3 separate regions of the Mus musculus genome follow, and all the other regions are linked to region 2. Evidence: chromatin contacts called from public Hi-C and promoter capture Hi-C data. All regions are on one chromosome and are shown on one strand. Each heading gives the region's core, a stretch centred on a gene start, on an enhancer-like site or on the middle of the called end of the contact. The rest is flanking DNA. Distances are from core to core; before and after follow the strand shown. Region 1 holds the start of Tmem251 (transmembrane protein 251). Region 2 holds the start of Calm1 (calmodulin 1). Region 3 holds the start of Lgmn (legumain).

What was found. Hi-C and Micro-C count contacts between places; a contact is called where the count stands out from the background. Capture Hi-C pulls out chosen DNA fragments and counts their contacts.
Region 1: a promoter capture Hi-C map of adipose tissue shows a contact between it and region 2, with 4 times the contacts expected there. The contact joins the promoter of Tmem251 here to the promoter of Calm1 in region 2. A contact is called at or near these places in 1 of 115 datasets of contacts at active chromatin or transcription factors (astrocytes) and 2 of 9 other capture datasets (adipose tissue and liver).
Region 3: a contact with region 2 is called in a Hi-C map of B cells, with 5 read pairs. The contact joins the promoter of Lgmn here to the promoter of Calm1 in region 2. A contact is called at or near these places in 2 of 39 promoter capture datasets (both in liver) and 1 of 484 Hi-C or Micro-C datasets (B cells).

What each region holds. Positions count from the first base shown.
Region 1 is chr12:102,741,267-102,745,480 of GRCm38.p6, reverse strand. Tmem251 (transmembrane protein 251) reads right to left here and starts at 1,721. Exons shown (of 2, transcript NM_177140.4): 1 at 1,315-1,721; 2 at 75-881. The coding sequence starts at 1,394. The coding sequence ends at 470. Gm20604 (predicted gene 20604) reads left to right here. Exons shown (of 2, transcript NM_001142939.1): 2 at 2,087-4,214. The coding sequence ends at 2,109. Moap1 (modulator of apoptosis 1) reads left to right here and starts at 1,820. Exons shown (of 2, transcript NM_001142937.2): 1 at 1,820-1,938; 2 at 2,087-4,214. The coding sequence starts at 2,193. The coding sequence ends at 3,251.
Region 2 is chr12:100,197,315-100,201,043 of GRCm38.p6, reverse strand. Calm1 (calmodulin 1) reads right to left here and starts at 1,609. Exons shown (of 6, transcript NM_009790.5): 1 at 1,328-1,609. The coding sequence starts at 1,330.
Region 3 is chr12:102,437,545-102,441,474 of GRCm38.p6, reverse strand. It overlaps Lgmn (legumain), which reads left to right and starts at 1,747. Exons shown (of 14, transcript NM_011175.4): 1 at 1,747-1,844.

The DNA of each region.
Region 1 (4,214 bases), core at 472-2,971, 2.5 Mb before region 2:
AATTTTCTACCAATTCCATGTAAACTGAAAGCAGGATTAGTGTCTTAGTCTGAAAATTTTTAAAGCAAGCAAAGTAATTGTATAAAATTTAAATTTTATGATCATGGTCAGACCTTTTTACATTTAACACAATGGAAATATTTTCCCCAATGGAAAAATTTCTGAATCATACTATGTTGCACATAGAATAGAAATAAAAAAATTCAGGCGCTTATTCAAGTTTCTAAAGACTGCAGGTTACAAGCCACTATTTTACTTCCAAACTCTGAAGTCATCAACATGATTGTGTAGTACTATATTTCAGGCTTTACCTAAAAAGTCATTATTCAGATAAAGTAGTCAGTCCTCTTGTCACTTTTTAAGTCTCGTTCCACCACAACTTCCTGAGACCTGTGAAGAAACTGCAGTCTTGTGGTCAGCCACTATACAGTGCTGGCAGTCTTACAATAAGGGAAACCGGTGATGGGTGTTATGTGTCAATCAGTTGTAGTCTGCTGATCTGATTAGAAGCCTTGACAAATGCCTGATGACGATTGCAGATAACTGCCAAGCATATGGGGATAATACAGTAGCCCACTGTTTTGGGATCCGCTCTCGTACAAGAATAAAGGAACAAAAACATCTGTAAGTACGGAATCAAGAAAATAATTGTCCACAACCAAAAGGGCAGGGAAAGTAACCGAGCTTTCAAGGAGTGTGTCCATGTGGTTCCTTCCCGAGGCTCCTCAGGGTGCTGCAGAATGTGTTCCAAAGCCAACCTGTTGTAAGTCTCATTGATTTCAAAAACATAATAAAACGCTGCTGCACTTGCTAGCAAATACAGTCCCACTCCAATCCATCCCATCCGCTGACGGAAGTTCATCATTCTCCATGCTCTGTGCCTTCAATGCAAACACAGAAAAATTATTGTTAAGGTCTAATAATGTTGCCATGGCAACTATTCCAAGTGCACATGATTTAAATTCAAGAGTTCTGAAAAGCACGAGCATTTTAAGATTTAACAGCTGTAAACAGCTTACAGGTGGTTTTATATAACAGTTGTAAGCACATAAAAATACTGGTTTCAGTGTCTACTGAGTGCTGTTATTTATGTGAACCCCAGAGTGAATGAATCATCACTTCTTGCTTGAGTAGACCCAGTACACCTTCGTTTCAGATAATGAAACATCTAGTTTCCCCACAGGACGTTGCTCTTGACAGTTGAAATGCTTTCTGGCTTAACACTATTTCAGACGTGGGCACTGGGTTGAGTTCTACTCGTTAAACCAACGTCGGAGTCCCCAAGTTAAGACGGTAACTCTTTCAAACACTTACAGTGGTCCCGAAAATCTTCCTGTTCCCCCTGCAAGCGAGCAAGAGTCACTCAGTTCTGAACAGTCAGGTGCCTTTGGCATTTCAGAACAAGCCACCTTAAGAGAAACCCTCTGGGTCGCGCAGCTGAAGAAGGTGAGCGCGGCGGCGGGAGCACGAGCTAGTAGTGATTAAGCTCAGCGTGACTACGGCTGGTCACGCGGCGGCGGCGGGCCCCGTCGCCCTCCGGAGCCCCAGGCGGGGGGAACCACCTGGAGATGCCGGGCCCGCCCCCCACTGCACCCGCCGCCGAGCTGAGCTGGGCAGTGGCGCCAGGCTTGGCCTGCAGAGGCCCGAGCTCGGCTCCCGGCCGGACGCCGGGCCAGCCTGACAGCCAAGCCGAGCAGCCCCGGGTCTCACCTTCCTGTCCTGAGTGGCCCGCCCGCTCGCAGTCCCGGATACCGCCGCATTCAGAGCTTCCGTCTAGGGCCGGAAACGCGCGCCGGCCTCTCATGACGTCAGGCTGTCAGCTTCGCGCCGCCTCCAGAGGCGGTTGTCTGTTCCCTGAGGCGTTTGCTGCGGTCGTTCTTCTGCCCTCGGCCGGGAGGCGGGCGCGGGGAGCCCGGGTCTCTCCTAAACCCCGCAAAGGTCAGACGTCCTCTCCGGGACCCAAGCGATGTATCTACGGGCAGGTGATCCTGATGGCGTTCGTTTCTAAGCGCCTGTGGCGGGTGGGCGGAGGAACTGCTCGGGAGTCAGACACGGTTAACTTAACGTGGATGCTCTGTTTTCTCAGGCTCCCGGACCTCTGCGTGTTAAAGAGACGAGCACGCACATCACTGTAAGCGGCGGCGGCGGCGGCGGCGCCCTGGTCGAATTAGAATTTAAATACTCTGAGCACCATGACACTGAGACTTCTAGAAGACTGGTGCAGAGGGATGGATATGAATCCTCGGAAAGCACTATTGGTTGCCGGCATCCCTCCGACCTGCGGAGTGGCAGACATAGAGGAGGCCCTGCAGGCTGGCCTTGCTCCCTTAGGGGAACACAGACTGCTTGGGAGGATGTTCAGGAGGGATGAGAACAAGAATGTAGCCCTGATTGGGCTTACAGTAGAGACTGGCAGTGCCCTGGTCCCCAAGGAAATACCTGCAAAAGGAGGTGTCTGGAGAGTGATCTTTAAGCCTCCTGATACTGATAGTGACTTTTTGTGCAGATTAAATGAGTTTTTAAAGGGGGAGGGCATGACGATGGGTGAATTAACCAGAGTTCTTGGGAATCGGAATGACCCTCTCGGCCTAGACCCGGGCATAATGATCCCTGAAATTCGAGCACCCATGTTAGCACAGGCATTAAATGAGGCCCTTAAGCCTACCCTGCAGTATCTGAGGTACAAAAAGCTGAGTGTGTTCTCAGGCAGGGATCCTCCAGGACCAGGTGAGGAAGAATTTGAATCTTGGATGTTTCATACTTCCCAAGTAATGAAAACATGGCAGGTGTCAGATGTAGAGAAAAGAAGGCGGTTGATAGAGAGCCTTAGAGGTCCAGCATTTGAAATTATTCGAGTCCTCAAGATAAACAACCCCTTCATTACAGTTGCAGAATGCCTGAAGACGCTTGAGACAATATTTGGGATTATTGATAATCCTAGAGCATTGCAGGTCAAATACCTTACTACTTATCAGAAGACTGATGAAAAGCTGTCTGCCTATGTTCTAAGGTTGGAGCCTTTATTGCAGAAACTGGTTCAGAAAGGAGCAATTGAGAAAGAAGTTGTGAATCAGGCCCGTCTAGACCAAGTCATTGCTGGGGCAGTCCACAAATCAGTTCGAAGAGAGCTTGGGCTGCCGGAGGGTAGCCCAGCCCCAGGCTTACTGCAGTTGCTGACACTGATAAAAGATAAGGAGGCCGAAGAAGAAGAGGTCCTCCTTCAGGCCGAATTAGAAGGCTATTGCACTTGACCCAAGACCCAAGGCTGTCATGAGCAGAACAAGATGGAAGAGCTCATTGCAGAGATCAGCCCATCCACTCTTTATGCTGCCAAAGTAACTCGCCCTTTGTCGTGTTGTTTACTGAATGTCTCCCCAATGTTTTACTGATAAAAATGATGTCATTCTACACTGATAATTATTTAAATCAAAAGACCATTCTGCTAGTACAGTGTCCCAGCAAGTCAAAAGTTTATATGCATGTTTAATAGTCATATGTGATGGTGCTATCAGTTATCAATAGTTTTCAGGTGTTGCCCACATTTATGCTGAAGACCCTGAGCCAAGGCTGGTTAAGATATTTAGTTTCTTTTATTAAAATCAGTTATCGATTCTGTGCAATCAAAAAGCACAACTGAATGCTGTGGTCAGTTCTACAACTAGTTTTAGGTTTGTGACTATCTGATATGTTGCCAAAACGTCTGCTTCTAAATATCATTTTCTTGGAGTAATAAAGAAATGATAATAAAATATTTGATCTTTGTATACATTGTAATACTACATTTGAAGGAAAATAATTTTTTGGCTTTGTTTTTAAGACAGTTTCTCTGTGCAGCTTTAGCTGTGCTGGAACCCACTCTATAGACCCAGGGTAGTCTCAAACTCAGAAATGTGCCTCCTGAGTGCTGGAATTAAAGGCCTGCACAACTACACTAGGCTGAACAAAAGTTTTTATAGTGTGAATCTGAAAGCCACTGAAATTACAGACTTAGTTCTTTGAACTCTTGGCACCTAGGGGATAGGAACTTGCTTGTTTGACAGGAACCAGACTATAAACAGATTGTGGCGAGTAGTAGGCCCATCAATATTGAATTTTGAGGGAGAAAGGGAAGATGAAGGTTTGTGTTTTTCCAACCCTGGTGCTACACACCTATAACCCCAGTGCTTAACAAGTAAAGCCAAAGTCAGGAAGACTGGCCTCTCAAGGCCAGCCAG
Region 2 (3,729 bases), core at 360-2,859:
CTGACTAGAGGCCTGTCAAGTGCATCTACCTTCGGGACAACGACTCCCCCACCTCAACCCCAAGTCATTCTGGCTTTGGGTCAAAGGCGTTCCAGAACCTGCCGAGAACGACCTAGCCACCTTGCCAGGGCTGAAGGTGCTGCTGGTGATGTCAGCTCTGCCTGGCGAGGGAGAAGGGGGCTACGGCACACGCACACGGCCAACCACATATTCGCATCTGGCAATCCAGAGGCGGCAGAGAAAGCGGAAACGTACAGATGGGCATCTCCCTGCCGCCCAGGGAGCAGCGAGAGACAAGGGGCATGCCGGGCGAGGGGCCGCACTAGGGTGAAGACCCAAAGGGGCCCCAGGACCGTGGTGCTGCCTATCTCCAGCACCTCCCACCGCTCCTGCTCCCCCAGGCACTGAGCCTGCCGCCGCCTCCTCCCCAGCAGAAACTTTGCGTCTCTAATGGAAACCGAGGAGCGCGCCAACTCTCTCCTCCCCCGCCCTGCCGCCCCAATTAGCGCGAGCCGAGCACCTCCCGCGGGAAGGGGCCTCCCCGCGGACACGAGCGATCGCGCCCGTCTCGCGCGGCACCGGGAGGGGGACCGAGGTCGCACGGCCCAGCCACGCGCGCGGCCACCCTGCGGGGCCCCGCCCGGGCGCAGGGCGGCCGCTTCCGCCCTCTCCGCCCCCCAGCCTTCGCCTTCCTGCCCCCAACCCCACCCTTCCCCGGCTCCTTCCTTCCCAGCTCACGCCCGCGCCGCGCCCCCCGGGAGGAAGGAGGGGACCGCAAGCGAGGGGGGACTCCCGACTGGGCTGGTCAGGGGGTCTGAAGGTGGCTGAGGACACCCCGAGGCCGCGGTCCAAGCCCTGTACGTCTCCCGGCTCGCCGCGACCCATTCATTCTCCGCGGTCGGGGACTGACTACCGGGACGTCGCGGCCTGCCCCGCCCGGCTCCCCCGCCCCGCTGGCCCCGGCCGAGGCGCTGCGCTGCAGGCAGCCCGGGTGCGGCGCGTTGGATGCAGTGGGTGCGGGGCTGGCGGAGGGGGTGGATGCGGAAGGCCCCGGTGCAGCTGTGGCAGCGGCTCCAGCCCGCGCACAGCCCACTGTAGAGTCCAGCCCCAGAGGCGCCCAAAACTCAGAGGAGGTTCTCTGGCAGCCAGAGCGGAGATGCAAACCCGAAAATACATCCCCTTTCACTGCAGCTGCTGCGTAACACCTGGCAAAATGGGGTAGGGGGTAACCTCAACCAGGAAAAGGGGGAGACCCCAAGACTCAACTACAAATCTGTTCAGAAAGCTCGGGCAGCTGCTACGTCTGCCACTGCCGATCCCAACCTACCATGGTGCGAGCGAAGGAAGGAAGAACGGAGCAGGCGAGGGTGGCTGCACCAGCGCAGGGGCTGTGACCGCCGAGGTGCCTCCGCTTCTGCTGCTGCTAACGCGCTACCTGCGTTGTGCGCTGAGCCTCAGCCGCCGCCCGACTTCGAGTAACGGCACCACGGACACGAGACTCCCAGCACCACTGCCGTAGCGCGAGCCTGTGTGCCGCGATATATATACGGTGCGCGGTATCCCTCCGCCGCGGCAGTACCGCCTCGCGCAGGGCGGCGCTGCGGCAGCCGGACCTCACCGCAAGGCTCCGCCCCCCAGGCGCGCCCGGCGCGGCGGGCCCATTACGCGGGCAGGGGTCACTGGGGAGTCGGAGACCTGAGCGAGGGTGCTGGTCTGTTGCTGCAAGAGTCCTCTAGAGCTGGAATGCCTGCGTAGCGAAATCTGGGGGGCCGTCCCGGGCTTCCAGGCGCGTGTCCGTCACTCAGCCCCACTTCACCTGTGTGTCCCCCCTCCCACCACTCCTGGTGGCTTCGAGGTTGCAGAGCCACCAATCCTGGGTCCCCCACAGGGGAGGACCTGGAGGAGATCTAGGGGCTGAGGACAGCCGCGGGGAGGCGGAATCCAACCTTAGCTGTAGAGGCGAGAGGACTGTGTTGAGGACACGGTGGTTGGCCTTGGGGAAGAAATTGGTCAGATAATGTTACTTTTCTCATTTTGGAGAACTGTCCGAGGCACAGTTAGAAGCTCAGTTGCTAGGTCTGTGTGGTGTTGACACGCTCAACCAGTCTAGTTTTCGTGTTTTTACATACCTACTAAAATTTTAAAGATGCTTGAAGAGTTGTCCCTTGCTAGGTTTGTTCCTTATTTCCTGTGGCAAATTCTATTAGGCCTGCTTCCAAAATTAACGTAGTGAGCGGCTTATGTCGCCCTCAGAGCCCACGCTTTTGAGTTTTTCCTAATTGTCCTGGTCCTGGAAATTCATAAATTGATATATACAAAGAAGGGGAAAGATACACAGGATCACTCTGATTACAGCTGGAACTTGTGCAGCCAATTGATTCTAGTAGGGTGCTCCACTATCTTAATTACAATCTTAATTATAGTCCTTAAATAATGTTTTAACCTTTAAATTTACTATTCTTTGTTCTTCTGTAAACTAGGGTGGGGGTGGGGACAGGGACGACCAAAAACTGTTTCAGGTCTTAGTTTGGAGCCTGGAACTTAAAAGAAGAAGAAGAAAATCTTAACAAAATGCTGCAGTTTCGTTTCTTGCCAAGACAAAGCGCAGAATTTGATCTTTTGTTTGCAAGGCCAGGACAAGCTGCAGGTTGTTTCTTCTTTCAGAAATTGTGGCAAAATGTGTGATTAGCATGCTCCTCTCTGGAAAGACTAGTTACCTTTCTTTTCTGGCTTTGTCAAAGTTTGCAGATAGGTGTTTTAAAAGATTCAAAAATGTCCCTGAACATTGCAAACGCCAGAGGACTTCTTAGGATCACCTCAGACAGTATGTCAGCAGCTGTGGGACTGCGCTTCAATTTGTTCTTCCTAGAATGCTACAGAAAGGGTTAACCTGCTGTTTAAGGAGAAGCTGTAGCAGGCAGCCCCCCCCCCCCAAGGGTACTGCTGGCCCTCTTGCAAATGGTTTAAAAACCATTCACAGTCAGACACATAATATCCCTATGTTCACAGAAAAGAGACTAATAAAAATTCAGTTTAAAGCATAGTCAATAATCCAATGAATTACAGGTCTACATAGCCAAGCTCATTATTATAACTAATGATTACTAAAGGAATTTGGATTTTTTTTTTTTGTCAGACTTCCTAAGGAAGTTAGCTAAGTGCATTTTAACATTTGGTATGCAGTGACAAGGGAGAAATGATGTCCTAAAAATGAAAATATGTTTAATTACTGGGGTCCTTTTGTTTCTGGTAGTCTTCCATCCCTTATAGTTATTTTGGTTACATAGCTACAATCTATGGTTTTGCAAAACCTGTCCAATACTTTCCTGTGTCATTTAACAAATTCACTGAATAAAGTGCTCTGAAACCTTTTCATGACTTTACTTGCTAAGTGCTATTCACCTTAGGATTATCTTAATCATCATAGAACAATTTTCTGTTTGTTTATATTTTACAAATGAGTGCTCTTTTGGAATTCTTTAACATATCAAAGCGCGTCTTAGCTTTCAAGTGTAGTGGGTTTGTAATGAGGTCATGCTTTGCACAGTTTTATGGCTAGTTTCACACACTGAAATATAAGAAGGTCAAGTGACTTGCCCAGGATCTTCCTGTGAGGCGGTGATTGGGCATAAACTAGAGCGTGAGCCTTTGCTCAGGGCTCTAATATTAGATTGTATATTAGTGAAATCAGTATCTGAAAATTTAAAGATACAATGTTAGAGACTTGAC
Region 3 (3,930 bases), core at 498-2,997, 2.2 Mb before region 2:
TTACACCCACTGCCCAAGGGACCATTGAACCTTATATTTATGGGGCACTTAGCTGCTGCCAGGTATGAGGAAACCGAGAAGATGAGCTAGTTCCGGGCAAGACGCTTGTAGTGGGTGTGGGGTTGAAATCTGAATCCAGATAACTTGAAAGCAGAGCTCAACTGTGCTCCCAGGCCTGGACTCAGACCTCTCTGGCATCGCCTTGCAGGTCTCCTGGGCTCCCCGGCTATCACCTTGGCAACCCCCAGCATCTTCTACTAGGTATCCACTTACAGTGCCTTCTCTTCTGGTCCACTCAACTCAACTATTGCTGAGGGAGGGAAAAGGTTTTCCCAGGTCCTTTGTCTGAACACATCAGGCCACAGGCCAGGATGTCCCTTTCATTATTAAGGCCTAACCGTCAAAGTTTACCTTTTATTTTGGGTGAGATAGGAAGTGGCTAAGGACACATTTCTAATGCCCAAGGGGAAGAAATAAAATCCTATTTATCTCAATACTTGGCTATGTGTGGCACTTAAAGGGGCCTGGTAAATATGTTCAGTGAGTCCATGAATGTGCTTCAAATACTCACGGTGGAAGACCGGAAGGCATGTTTCATCATAGGGTTTTGACTTGAAGCCCAAGGTCACCTCCAAGCTGTGATCCTAGGCCATGTGGCCGTATGCTAAGGTCAGTGACAGCAAATGTTTTCTTCCAAGTGTCCGTTGTTATCTTCATTTTGCTGCCCTTACAGTCTCTCACAATGATTCAACTCTCCTTGTCTGCAAACATGGCCAGAGATAATACTAAGCTGGCAGATGCGGCTATGATCTTATTAACCGAGATAGGGAGCAGACCTGCTGTGGGTTGCCAGGCCTAAGACTTGGGGGGAGGAGGGGGAAAGATTCAGGGACGGGGGGTGGGGTGGGGAATGGCTCAAAGTGTAACAAACTTGTGTGACCATTAGGGAGAAAGACACAGCTGATCTCCTGGATTCACTGGCCAGCAGTCTAGCTTGACCAGTAAGCCCCAGGCCAAATGAGTTGGCCCTGTTTTGGGTCCTGGTATACTCGGGCAAGACTACATGAACTCTGTCACAACTCCATCCAACTCATTCACTGAGCACCAGCTTCTGGAACTTGCATATAGAGTATTTTACTTCCTCTCCAGCTCACTGTGACACCGAACACTTGGGACGTGACAGGGAATTAGGATTTTAGCATTCAGGAACCAGACTACTAAGGTTAGCTTCCGCCACTGAAAGTGTCTTGGGAGCCTGAAAAAAATTAAGCTCCTTGATTTTGTCAGATGTCTTGTCTGTAGAGCTGGGGTGGCCATACATTTCTGGAGGTTGGGGGTGGGGTGGGTGTTGTGATCATAGGCCAAGGCAGACCAAAAAAAACCCCAAAACAACAGTCCTTTGTTGTGGGTGGACTACGGGGTAGCATCCGTAGGTCCAGTGCGCTGACAAGGCTGGAGACCAGTTAGTTCGCGCGACTTCTCACTCACTGTCCGTAGAGTCCCCAGACACCTAGGTGCTCATGCCTAGCTCATTGAGAAGACGCAGCCCCAACCTCTGACCACAGGGCCCTAAAGCTCCGCCCACAGGGTCCGAAGCCCCGCCCACGCACACTGGGATTCGTAGTCTTTCTGGCTTGCCGGCCTCAGTCTCAGCTTCTATTGGTTTCCTTATACGCCACACTCCGAGGCTGCACAAATCAGGCTGCGCAGGTAGCCCGGGCTCAGCGATCTGTGTTGCCGCAGCTCAATCACAGCGGGGCGGACTCTAGAGGTGGCTGCTCTGAGTCTGCGCGACGCCCGGAATTCCCACGGTTCTGCAGTCACCGCGGCGATCACCCGCCCAGGTAATCGGGGACCCCGGGGAGGACCCGCGCCCCATGAGAGGTGACTTAGCGGTTTTTGGCTAGGCTTTCCATCCCTCGACCCTTTCTGAGTAATATTTCCCTTCTGAAAGCTCCTAGCCGGAGACTTGTTTGTGTCGCGAGTGTGCTTTGCTGGAACGGCGGGTTGCCCTGGAGGGCGAAACTGAGGCAGGAGGAGGAGTCGGTTTACTAAGGTTTCACAGCCAGGCAGCTCTTGGCAGAGTCCCGGGTTTGTTGTTGATGTTTTTAACTTGAATCAGTACACCAGTAGACAGGGGCGATTCCCGATCTGAACAAAAACACCCCGACAGGAATACCCCAAATATTCCTGGCGAGAGCTAGTGGGTTTCAGGGAGGCTCACATGCTCCTTGATAGTGAAAGCTAGCCTTTGTGGTCCCTGGCCCCATAGGGTTAGGATTATTTTGTGTTAAGTACAGTAGACCCTAAGGGCTGGAGGATGGAATGTCTGTCACGTGGTCCATTTTATAGATGAAAATGAGTGGTCAGGATTTGAAACTCGCCCTGTGGTCTACAGCTGTATGCCCTATGGAATATTCTTTACTCTGGGTCTGCAAACCAAATATTTATTGGGCTGGAGTAAGTAAGGTAAGCTTTTCTTTGCTTTGAGACAGCCTCCTCAAACTCAACATGTAGCCATGAGGTTGGTTTTTGAATTCAGCGACCCTCCTGCCTCAGCTTTCTGAAGGCCAGAATTACAGGGTTGGGGCACCATGCTGTGTTCTTTGCAAAGATTTTTGAGACGAATTTATTTTGTTGGGGGTAGAGATAGTCCTTTGTGTACAGAGACAACACCCAAACCTCATTTGGGAGGAACTAGGACTTGGTGTGGAGGGGAGAGGGGTGAAGTTGGAGCCATGGAGATAGGGAGTGGCTAGTGGGTCGGAGGAGGGGTGTGCATTACCTGGAGAACAGCAAGGTGAAGTTGTGAACAGCGTTTTTTGGACCTGGGATTGTGGAGCCTGTTTGGATTAAGGGATTACATGTGTGGAGTGAATTGATGCAGGAGGATGTCACGTGTATCTCAAATGCCCTTTAGTGGGGTGGGGAATTTAGGTGTTGTCCTGAATACCCAGTGAGCTGCTTTTAGTGTAGATTTCTCTTTACCTTATCGGGTTTGTAGGGTAGAAAGTGTTAGAGGAGGTCACACTGAAGACCAGAAGGGCACCACAGTCACCCCCAGGGGAGTTAGAGCAGTGGTAGGAAGAGAGAGACTACACCATGCCCAAGACACTGTTTATTGATGGGGACACATTCTTGGACATATGTGTCAGTAGGCGATGTTGCTATGTGTATGCTGTGTGTGTGGGGCTTTCACAGGAACCTGGATGGTGTAGGGCACTCACTGTGGGGCTGCTAGGTACGATCAGAGATGGTACAGTGTGCAGGAGAAGAGCGAGGCTGCGGCCTGCAGAGCGTTTTCTATTTATAGTAACTGGGAGGACTCTCTGGAGCCACACACAAACCAGTGGAGGGTCATGTCCTGCACATAATTATGAGGCTGGCAGCACAGTGGCTTGTTGTCCCCAGCATTGCTAGGGACACATGAGTAAAGCATTGGGTGACAGCATTGTGACAGCTCCAGGGATAGTAGTGATGGGACATTCTGGCTCTTGCTCTTCTGGGCCCACCATTGTGTATGTGATGTGAATGCTGTTAACCCAGAAAACCCAAACAAAACAAAACAAAACTAAACAAAACAAAACTAAACTAAACAAAACTAAACAAAACTAAACAAAGCAAAACATGTCCCACTTCACAGTGTTGAAGTAAAAACTCTGCTTCTGGAATTTTCCTGTGACTCTTTTGGAGAAATGCTCATTGTTGTTCCTGTTATTATTGTTGCTGTTATTATTATACTTATTTTTTTTTGAGACATGGTCTCTACGTAATCCTGGTTGTCCTGTAACTCACTATATAGACCAGGCTTGACTCAGCTCACAGAAATAGGCTTGCCTCTGCCTCCTGAGTGTTGGGATTAAGGTGTGTACCATATGAGGCCCCATTTTTTGTTGTTGTTTGTTTGTTTGTGTTTTTATGAGATAGGCT